2 separate regions of the Oryctolagus cuniculus genome follow, and region 2 is linked to region 1. Evidence: chromatin contacts called from public Micro-C data. All regions are on one chromosome and are shown on one strand. The core of a region is the stretch at or near the end of the contact, and the rest is flanking DNA. Distances in the headings are between cores, read along the strand shown.

Region 1 (5,912 bases), core at 518-3,017:
TTAGGGCACAAGGAAATAGTTTAGAAAGGAAAAGGAGAGCCCTTGAAAAAAATACAAGGGAGGAATACTGTTCTATTGCTCTTCATATCACCAAAGTGGGGGGAGGGATCAAAACCAGTCTGAGAGGGAAGGGGTGCCGTAGGGGCCGCAGGGAGGACACACTAGCTACCTCCGAGGGCTTCGGGTCTGGACCCACCGACAGCAGCCGCAAGCGACGCAGAGCCGTCAAGTGGAAGGCAGGGTGTCCAGCGAACCTCAGTGGCAAAACGAAGGGCGCCGATGTCCCCATGGAGGGCAACCCCACGAACTCGGTAGCGATTTCAGGATCAGTTTTTCTCCTTGCAGGAGAAGAAGCGCACTGGGGGCAGCACCCTCGGCCGGCGGCGTTCAGCTCGATCGGAACCCGCTGGGAGCGCGGGCCGAGGGGCCGGCCCGGATAACGATTTGAAAAGCAGAGGATGAAACAGAGGCTCGGCGGCGACTGGGGGGGGGGGAGGGGGGCGGGGGGGCGGCAGTATTTTGATTTTTTTTTTCTTCCTAAACATGTCACTGAAGTCACTTTCCCGCCTGGAATCCCCGCTATACTCGGCCGCCCCGAGAGAACCGGGAGGCCCTCTGGCCACTTGCGACCCCGCGAGCGCCCCGCGCCTGAGGCAGGAGGAAGGTTTACCGAGAACAAAAGAACGCTCGCCAGTCCGGAGGCGCTCCCGAGAACAAGGGGAGCCCCTCTCCGGGTCTGGAGAACGCGTTCAGGAGCAGCGGCCCTGGTTTCTGACACGCATGGCAACTTTCCTGGGCAGATTCCAAATGGAGGATCAGATCATGCTCCCGCAACGGAGACGGGTCCCACCCCCAGGCCACAGGCCCACAGAAGTAAGGGGCACAGGGCCCCGGCAGAGGCTCTGCGAGTCGTACGGAGTGTGCCGGGCACTCGGGCCGGCCCCGTTTCCTACGGCCTCGCCGCGGCCACCTCAGCGGGCGGCGGACTCCCGGGCCGGGAGGAGCGCGGGCGGGACGGCCCGGGGCCCCGCGCCTGGAGTCCCGCGCCGGACCCGCTCCTCGAGGGTCTGCACTTCCTCCCGCCTTCGCTCTCGGCCCCCACGGCTGCCGCCGATTTCTCCTCCGAGGCCACCCCTCCTCCTTTTTACAACCGGGGGAGGGGGTGCGAGGGGACCGCAGCCTTACGCGGTCTGCCCGGCTCCGGAGGGAGAAAAGCAATCCGCAAGGCGCGCCCCCTTCCCACCCCGTCCGGATCCGCACGCTTAGGATCCCGCCACCCAAAGCCCCCGCCAAAGCTCAGCGTTTCCAGCCGGGAAGCGACTGAAGCGGCTCCGGGCCCCCGCTCCCCGGCCGTGGCGCGGCGCTATTCTCGACTCTGAGGCGAATGAGCCCTTCTGCTCAGGAATGTGTGTTTAGTGCACCCGGAAGAGGAACAAATCTTTCAAGTAAATTCCCTTTCTGGTGCGTTTTTCTCCCCTGAGCCAATGCAGGGTAAAAGTTTTTCCCAACTTTTCCCTCCCAGTCCCCCGCCCCTCCCCTCAGGAATCCGCCCAGAGCGCAGCAGTCACCGCCTCCCCCCACCCCCGTTCCCTTGCCCGCCCCTTCCGACTTCCACCCAATCCAGAGGCGGCCCCAGAGAAAACAAAGGCCACCATTGGGCCGCGCCGGGGCGCGGGCACCGCCCCCTGAGTGGTTTGTGAATGGGGGGAGGGGAGGGGGCGGGTCGGCCGGAGCGCTGCGAGCCCGACGCTTCTTCTGGCCACCGGCGCGGCTCCCAGGCGTTACTCGGCGCTCCCTCCCGGCGGCTGGCGGCGGCGGGCGCCGGGACTCGGGGGCCGGGGCTGCGCGAGGCCGGAGAGGCCGGGGCCAGGCCGCGGGCACAGGGGCCTCGCCGCTTCAGACGCCGAGTGACTGTGCTTGCAGCAGAAGTCGCCGGGCTCCAGGCTCTGAGGCGCCGGTGGGACTCAGCGAGAGCCAGCCGTTTGGGGCTGAAACTTGGGGCCGAAGAAGGCGCGGGGCGTGGAGGAGGAGGCGAAGGAGGCGGTGGCGAGCCGAGCCTCGAGGCGAGGAGGCGGAGCAGCACCTCCGAGGCGGCGGCCCCGGCGAGCAGGCGGCGGCGGCGGCGCCGGCTCTGACCTGGCGGGGGCCGGACTTGGAGTGGGGGGCGTGCGCGTCCGTGTGCGCTGGGTTGGGTTGGGGGGAGGGTTCGAGAGACTTCGGCAAACTTTGAAGGGGAGCCGGAGACGCTTGTTGCTCCTCGCCGCAGAGAAAGGCGCACCGTTACGTCCCCGCAGAGAGGGCCAGGCCGTCCCCCTCCGCGCCCCCGGCCCAGACTGACGCGTTTGGGCCCCCGGCGGCCGCGCGAGCGCCGGGCGGAGGCGGCTGCGGCGCCCCCGCGGCGCGGGCACCCCAGCGGCAGCTCCCTCGGCTCCGCGCCGCCCACGGCCCGGCCCCGGCGCCGGGAGGACTCTCATGCGCCGGGCGCGGCGGCGCCTCCCGGCATCCAAGCCTCTCCCAGCCGCCTCATCGCACTCCCTGGGCTGAGAGCGTCGCTGCACTCGCGGCCGGCGATGCGGGGCCCCGGCGCGGCCGCGTCGCGTTCGCCCCTGGGCCTGTGCGCCCTGGTGCTGGCGCTGCTGGGCGCGCTGCCCGCGGGCGCCGGGGCGCAGCCCTACCACGGCGAGAAGGGCATCTCGGTGCCGGACCACGGCTTCTGCCAGCCCATCTCCATCCCGCTGTGCACGGACATCGCCTACAACCAGACCATCCTGCCCAACCTGCTGGGCCACACGAACCAGGAGGACGCGGGCCTCGAGGTGCACCAGTTCTACCCGCTGGTGAAGGTGCAGTGCTCGCCCGAGCTGCGCTTCTTCCTGTGCTCCATGTACGCGCCCGTGTGCACCGTGCTCGATCAGGCCATCCCGCCCTGCCGCTCTCTGTGCGAGCGCGCGCGCCAGGGCTGCGAGGCACTCATGAACAAGTTCGGCTTCCAGTGGCCCGAGCGGCTGCGCTGCGAGAACTTCCCGGTGCACGGCGCCGGCGAGATCTGCGTGGGCCAGAACACGTCCGACGGCTCCGGAGGCCCCGGCGGCGGCCCCACCGCCTACCCCACGGCGCCCTACCTGCCGGACCCGCCCTTCACCGCGCTGCCCCCGGGGGCTGCGGACGGCAGGGGCCGCGCCGCCTTCCCCTTCTCGTGCCCGCGCCAGCTCAAGGTGCCCCCCTACCTGGGCTACCGCTTCCTGGGCGAGCGCGACTGTGGCGCCCCTTGCGAGCCGGGCCGTGCCAACGGCCTCATGTACTTCAAGGAGGAGGAGAGGCGCTTCGCCCGCCTCTGGGTGGGCGTGTGGTCCGTGCTGTGCTGCGCCTCGACCCTCTTCACCGTGCTCACCTACCTGGTGGACATGCGGCGCTTCAGCTACCCAGAGCGGCCCATCATCTTCCTGTCGGGCTGCTACTTCATGGTGGCCGTGGCGCACGTGGCGGGCTTCCTGCTGGAGGACCGCGCCGTGTGCGTGGAGCGCTTCTCGGACGACGGCTACCGCACGGTGGCGCAGGGCACCAAGAAGGAGGGCTGCACCATCCTCTTCATGGTGCTCTACTTCTTCGGCATGGCCAGCTCCATCTGGTGGGTCATCCTGTCGCTCACCTGGTTCCTGGCGGCCGGCATGAAGTGGGGCCACGAGGCCATCGAGGCCAACTCGCAGTACTTCCACCTGGCCGCGTGGGCCGTGCCGGCCGTCAAGACCATCACCATCCTGGCCATGGGCCAGGTGGACGGGGACCTGCTCAGCGGCGTGTGCTACGTGGGCCTCTCGAGCGTGGACGCGCTGCGGGGCTTCGTGCTGGCGCCGCTCTTCGTCTACCTCTTCATCGGCACCTCCTTCCTGCTGGCCGGCTTCGTGTCGCTCTTCCGCATCCGCACCATCATGAAGCACGACGGCACCAAGACGGAGAAGCTGGAGAAGCTGATGGTGCGCATCGGCGTGTTCTCGGTGCTCTACACCGTGCCCGCCACCATCGTGCTGGCCTGCTACTTCTACGAGCAGGCCTTCCGCGAGCACTGGGAGCGCACCTGGCTCCTGCAGACGTGCAAGAGCTATGCCGTGCCCTGCCCGCCCGGCCACTTCCCGCCCATGAGCCCCGACTTCACGGTCTTCATGATCAAGTACCTGATGACCATGATCGTGGGCATCACCACGGGCTTCTGGATCTGGTCGGGCAAGACCCTGCAGTCGTGGCGCCGCTTCTACCACAGACTCAGCCACAGCAGCAAGGGGGAGACTGCGGTATGAGCCCCGGCCCCTCCCCCACACCCTGCCCGCGCCCACCCGCTGTGAGTGGTGGTGGGGGGGGGAGGCGCCGCCGGGAGAGAACTGTCGGGTGGGTAGGGGGGCTTGTTTTGGTCACCACCTTTCCCTCCACCGGGAAACGACCGGGGAGCGAGTTGTTTGCAGAATTGGGGTGGGGGCCGCGGAGGTGGGGGTTGGAAAGGAGGCCTTAGTGGAAAGTGGTTTGGATCAACAGACTTCTGGCAAAGACTTTCAGGCTGATGATGATGGTGGTGGTGGTGGTGAACGGTACGGGCCGGCGTGGGCCCCTGGAGAAGACCAAGACCGGGAGAGACTGCTCTGAGTTCTTGCTGGCTGCAGGCCGGGCGGGCCGAGAGCCATCCCCTGCTGCAAGGCAAGTGGCCGGTCCTCACTGCCGAGCGGCCCCGCGGGAGCGGCCGCTTTGTTGGGAAGAGGGGGGCCTCCTGCAGTGTTCTTGTCAAGCGGTGGTCAAACCATAATCTCTTTTCACTGGGGCCAAACTGGAGCCCAGATGGGTTAATTTCCAGGGTCAGACGCTACACGCTGGCCTCCCCTGCCCCCTCCCGCCTGGTTTTCCTCCTCAGCCCCTTTCGGGACTTGTAAAATAGGCATTTGGAAGTGCTGGGAGCCCTGCCTGCTAAGAGCCCGAAAGCTAGGGAGCTAAAGAAGTGCCGAGAAGGTTTCAGGATGAGGCCGGGGGCGGGGGCAGGGCCTGCAGCCGAAAGGAGGGCGTTTTATTTAGTTTAGTACCCTGAAAAGAAGTGATGACTTGTTGCTTTTCAAAACAGGAATGCATTTTTCCCCCTTGTCTTTGTTGTAAGAGACAAAAGAGGAAACCAAAGTGTCTCCCTGTGGAAAGGCATAACTGTGAAGACGGCAACTTTTACAGGCAAAGCGGGGCAAATCGGAGGTTTCCCTTTGGTTGGTAATTGGGTTGAGATAAACATTCCTTTTTAAGGAAAAGTGAGGGAGGGTGTGCTTCCATACCCGGTTCAGCCAGAGGTTCTGACTTGGCTGAAGGAAACCTAAGGATGTTTTATTGTTTGTTTTAAGTCAGTTTAATTCAGAACACATGATCCAACAAGCTCTGTTCACATGTTCAGGGAAATCTTCCCTTCATTTATTTTTCTTGCTATAAGCCTACATGTAGGTTTTCTTTCTCATTTTTTTTTCTCTCTTCAATTTGGATCCTTCAAGATAAAAGGAAAAGCATAATGCCCTTCAGCATAATAATAAAAGAAAGCTAATTTAAAAAAAAAAAAAAGCTAAGGAACCAGTTTGTCCATTTGATCATGGTTCCATAAATCTGTTTATAAAACATCATGTGTATGCTGACCCCGTCCCCGGGGTCGGGTGGGGAGGTAGGTGAGCTGCAGAAATGAGAATAAACCAAGAGGAAAGTTTGAACCTCGGGCCCCCTTTTTATAAAAAGTCATTAAAAGAAGGTAAACTTCAAAGTGATTCTGGAGTTCTTTGAAATGTGCTGGAAGACAAATTTACTATTCTTAAATGACGTTCTTCTTTTCTGTACCAGAACACGGATTCTTTGGCATAGTGGTGTAGCGCTGAGCAGGGAATCATGGGAGCTAACCCTCACTC
Region 2 (5,623 bases), core at 1,891-4,390, 250 kb before region 1:
TTAGAATCAGCCTTGTTATACGTTTCCTTGGACAGCTGTCCTAAGTTTAGTTACAAAATTCACTGTGGGAGAAAGGCACCCTGGAGTGAGTGGAAGCCCACCCACATGCTGTTATTAGGTCGAAATCACCACATTCCCAGGAAGAAGGTCTGGTGAACTCAAGTACTGTGTGAGGGCTTGGAAGGAAAATACTGAAATCACATCATAAATAACAGAAACAGGAGTTGATCACTTTGTAGAATTAATGAGGCTAAAGCTGATCTTCTCTCAGTGCACAATTCACTGGCAGCCAACTGAACCCCTACCAAAAGACCCTCGTCTTCTTAGAGAGGGTCAGAAATTGCACATTCCCTTCACATTGAAAACCATACAACAGCCCCCAAAAAAAGCACTCACTGCCTCACTGATTCAAATATTTTTGCTCTACCTGCTTGGATCAGTTAGTTCAGCTAAATGCAGACAGGCATCGGGACATAAACTAAAGATGTCGCAGGAGATGGGGAAAGGAAAATAAACGCGCTACTGAAGAGAACCAAGTTTCCTGTTATTTTATTTGTGGTTATCAAGCACTTTAAGGGCTGACCATCAACAATCTGTTTGGGGGCTTTCTTATTACTGATAACTGCCTTATTCAGTCATCAGTGAAGAAGGGTTAAGAGAACAATCTGTCTCAAACAAATTCTAGCAGGATATCTTCAAAAAGTTTGTGGAAAATGTGTATTATTGAAAAATCTATGCACGGATTTTGAAATTATTTGAAGCAAAATATATCTTTTCTTAATAGTGTTTTCTCTTTGTGTATTTTTTTAACTTTTTTTTTAATTCCACCTTTCCACGAACTTTTTGACGTACCCACACAGATCCCTAACACAGTTGAATACGTGGTAGATTTAATCTCACAAAGTTACAAAAAGAGCTAAGTGATTTAAAAGTCATGGAAATCCTCCCAGCGTTCCTCTGGGAAAGGGGTTCAGCTCCAGACCACATCAAAGCAGGACTTCTCTTGCACCATCTTGCCAATCACCTTGCTACCTGCCTGCCTTGTTTTCCACCCAGACCCTAGCTCGGCTCACTTTCATGCAGGATTATAGGCTTTGACAAGTCACTCGCAGTCTTTGGATACAGCTGTAGAATGGACCCAGCAGTGACTGCCTTAAGCCTGTGTTTTCCAAGAAAAGATTACTGGTAGTCTTTCCACCTAATCGCACAAGAACTAAAATAAGATCTCAGGGAAGGTTTAAGCATGCCCTTTGATTCTGCAACCATCAAAATGCCCAGTGTTTCAGATAACAACCTATGTTCTGAAGAACTGCAATGTGGGGAGAAGGGATTCCATACTACACTGTGTACATCAGGTTAAATAAAATAACTGACCTGCATAATGCCACTAAAAAATTTCCCCAAATCACCTGTTTGGTACTTCATTTTAGGGAGCATTATGTTTTCAAATCTTAACACTGTGATGTCATTTTGAGCTTTTCTTCTATAACTGTGATTCTTGAATCTGCCAAAACTAGTCATAGTTTCAGGACTAACAAATTTAAACTAGATATGCATTCCATCAGCATGTTTTCCACATTAAAATGCCCAACGGAGGACCCAAGTTACTACAAACCAACCTGAAATCATATTTCCTCTACATACAAGCCTATGGATCCCCAGAGTATCTGAAAACTCTCTCTTGACTTAAGAAGTCAAGAAGTCCCTTGCTTAAAATATTCAGTTACTGTTCCCTCCACTTAGGGCAAAAAGTCCATTTGGGTCAGGATGTAATAGAAGAAAAAATTGTAAGCATTGTTGATGTGTAGTGAATATTCACCAGGAGCCAAGCACTGTACTGATACACGAAGCATCTCAGGCAAAACCACGGACGTCAGGAAAGCATTTTATATTTTATCCCCCATTTAGAGATAAGGGCTGAGGTGCAGTAACTTGCCGAAAGTCAAAGATGCAAGCCTAGAATCTTCGCCAGTATCCCTTACATTACTAAGGTTAAATAGTGCAACTGACTGCAAAAGTGAATTTTTAACTATTTTAAATTCTTCTAAGTATTCATTAACTTAAAAAATCAACTGATCATTTCAAATCTCTCTCTCTCTCATACACACATACGCGCGCACACACACACACACGATCTTTGGCCAGGGTTTACTGATTTTCTGTGCCTGCTCAGAAAAAAAAACGTATCACACAATTGTACTGCTTACAGCTGCGCGAAGAACATTTGCTGCCAACCAATGAACACCACGGCAATCATGTAAGGGTCTTCATTTGGGCATGGGAGTGCCTGCCTTCCCCATCCCACGCCGGAGAGAAAAGACCTGGATCTGCCACCTGGACCAGGGTTTTCCTGTGTTCCTGCTCGGCGAAGCCCTGAGCAGCGGCGTTTGCTCCAGCCCACGGCTGCAGCCTCTGACCATCTGCTCACCAGAACTTGGATCACTTCACACGCTACAGGGCTTGGGTAAGCCACTCATTCTCAACATCAAGGTCAGTCTCTTCTAGCCCCGCTGTGGTCCGCCCCTGGCGGTGACCTGCACCCAGGGGCAAACCCGCCCGGACACGCACCCAGGGTTCCTGGCCAGGGACCCAGGTTAATCCGCTCAGCGCCCGGTGCGGCTGTCCCACAGATCCTCGCGAATGAATGGGTGGAAGGCGGCGTGGGTGGAGGCGGGAGGAGAGGGCATGATGGAATCTCGGGCGGCTGAGACCACTGCAGAGGCGTCCTGCCTCCGGCGGGTGGAAGCCGGCAAAGGCGAGAACTTGGCGCCGGTGCCTAGCGGCCGCGTCGGAAGCTCCTGGACCAGCAGGCGCCGTCGGTCGGACCGCGGCTGGGAAGGGGTGGGCGCGCTGTCGGCCGGCCCCCAGCAACCCGCTCCCGGGCCTCGGCCAGAGTCTCCACCCCGCTCCCGGACCCCCGCCTCCCGCACACAGGCGGTCCCAGCCGATGAGCCCTCCGAAGCCGAGGGTCGGCTCGGGACCCGCGCTAGCTCACCTGACGCTCCACCGGCAATACCGCGCTCTGCATCCGGCAGGAGTCCCGCAGGTCCGCGAGATCAGCTGATTCACGGGGGGCGGGGCCTCCTGGCAGGGGCGGGGCTGCAGGGCGGCTGGCGGGCGAGCGTGGGTGAAGGCGGGAGGAGACAGCTCCCGGAGCAGTGAGGGTTACACTAGGAGACGACCAACGGCGTCTGGTATGGATCAAAATTACTGAGGATGCGTAGGGCACTACATGGCAACGCTCTCGGGAGCACGGCCCTTCCCTCGGCCAAGGCGGAGCCGCCAATCCTAGATCGCGCTTCGGTGATGACGTCATATGGAGTCGTCGGGGCCTAGCTACCCGAACGCTTCCATGGTAACGGAAAGCGCAGGGGCAGGGGCCGGTGATTTGGCCCTGCAGTTATATTGTGAACACCCTCAAACTGCAAGAGCGGGTAGTATAAAGTGAAAACACTAACATATCTTCAGATTGGCTTTGTAGATTTTAGCCTAACGAGGATCGCTTTCCGCCCCTAGAGTGACGTCATCTCCACGCGGCGCCGGTTTGTCAGATTGTATGTTTGGTACCTACTTGCACCCCCCAAAGGGTGGAATGAAGCGGGAGGAAAGGCACTGGCCCCCTCTTCGATGCCTGCAGGACTTCCCGATATCCCATATGAGTAAAATCAGTTTCGCTTGCCCCTCACAGTTCTGCAACACTCTGTCGCTGCCACAGCTACCACCACCATCCATCCTGCATCCCAAAGCCCTCCTGTGAAGATTTTTCTAGAACCTCCATTCCTGGCACATGGTGGATGCGATCTAGCTGCTGCCAGGTCGAGTGCTGTCGCTGCATCTGTAGACCTAAATTTATGCCACCAACGGTGCCTGAGTAGCTGTGGCCTCGCATTGACCAACACCCTCACCTCAATTGCCTCCCCAGTGTTCTGCCCACCTGCAAAGCTTATTCTGCAACAGTGCAACTAACCTAGTCCACAACCTCCCCACTGCACAAAATCACAAATTGGCACCACTGCAAGCCAAAAGTGTGTCTGTCTTGGGGGAGACTTAGGTGTAGCCAGGCCAATGTCACTGAACCTAAGATAGTGATATTTACACATTGCTACTCATGATATCTCCTACCCTGCTACCCTCCTATTCCCAACTCTCACACTTCCGAATTTACCCACTCACTTCCTCTGTAAACATTCAAAGAAAAAATAACTTCATTCTAACGTTTCTAAACGAGATGAGAAACCACTAGAAGTGAATTTCCTTAATTCCTACCAACAACTATTGCAAAACCTACCTGCAACCTCAGCTTCCTCTCCTTCTCCCTTTCCTTCTAGAGGGGTTCTGCCCTCTCAAGGTTAACCCCTCCACCTAAACTCAGGATCCTTTCGAATCCCCTTGGAGACTCTGCCCCATTGTTTGTCCTTTCTCTTTGCCCGATGTTCATCCTTGGCCTTTCTTATCACTTAGTCTCCGGCAGGTACTAAGCCTGCTCCTATCTACCTTGTCTTCAATTTTTTTTCCCTGCCCTCCTTGCCTTTGCCCTCATTTTCTATCTCTGCTTTCTGGCTTCCCAATCTTCCTCACCCTGAACTGTAATCCCTGATTTTTGGGGTCTTAGAATTAAGCCATTCTATGCAACCTCTTAAAAAAAAAGGGGGGGGGTGATCTTTATGTACTTATTGGAATGATCTGGAAGTTAGATTGTTAAGAGAAAAACAGGGTACAAATAGTGTGTATACGTTTCAATTGGGCATTATGTATGTGTCTTCAGGAGAAAGATGATAGATACATACATGAAAATGACACATATCCTTAGATCTGCATATGTTAGCTCTGAAAGATATATTAAACAATTGAAAATAAGAAAGGGAAGAAAACTACTAGTGACACTATACAATTTGGTGCTCTTTGAACTTTTATTTTTTTAAATATTTATTTATTTATTTGAAAGGCAGAGTTAGAGGCAGAGAGAAAGAGAGAGAGAGGTCTTCCATCCACTGGTTCACTCCCCAAATGGTCACAATGGCCAGTGCTGAGCTGATCTGAAGCCAGGAGTTTCTTCCAGGTCTCCACAAGGTTGTAGGGACCCAAGAACTTGGGCCATCTTTTACTGCTTTCCCAGGCTGTAGCAGAGAGCTGGATCAAAAGTGGAGCAGCTGGGACTCAAATTGGCACCCATTTTTTTTAAAAAAGATTTATTTATTTATTTATTTGAAAGTTAGAGTTACACACAGAGAGAAGAGAGGCAGAGAGAGAAAAAGAGATCTTCCATCTGCTGGTTCACTCCCCAACTGGCTGCAATGGCCAGAGCCACGCTGAACCGAAGCCAGGAGCCAGGAGCTTCTTCCAGGTCTCCCACGCGGGTGCAGGGGCCCAAGGACTTGGGCCCTCTTCTACTGCTTTCCCAGGCCATAGCAGAGTGCTGGATCGGAAGAGGAGCAGCCAGAACTAGAACCAGCACTTCAGGCCAGGGCTTTAACCCACTGCGCCACAGCACTGGTCCCCAGCACCCATTTTATTTTTATTTATTTTTAAAACAAACATAAGGGGCCGGTGCTGTGGTGCAGCGGGTTAGAGCCCTGGCCTGAAGCTCTGGCATCCCACATAGGCACCGGTTCATCTGCCCCTG

The links. Hi-C and Micro-C count contacts between places; a contact is called where the count stands out from the background.
Region 2: a Micro-C map of ear pinna shows a contact between it and region 1, with 2.8 times the contacts expected there. The contact joins the promoter of ALS2 here to the promoter of FZD7 in region 1. A contact is called at or near these places in 3 of 6 Hi-C or Micro-C datasets (ear pinna, psoas muscle and an unstated tissue).

The regions. Positions count from the first base shown.
Region 1 is chr3:37,923,490-37,929,401 of mOryCun1.1, reverse strand. FZD7 (frizzled class receptor 7) reads left to right here and starts at 1,767. Exons shown (of 1, transcript XM_051848296.2): 1 at 1,767-5,912. The coding sequence starts at 2,571. The coding sequence ends at 4,295.
Region 2 is chr3:38,175,892-38,181,514 of mOryCun1.1, reverse strand. ALS2 (alsin Rho guanine nucleotide exchange factor ALS2) reads right to left here and starts at 3,140. Exons shown (of 33, transcript XM_051849283.2): 1 at 2,996-3,140.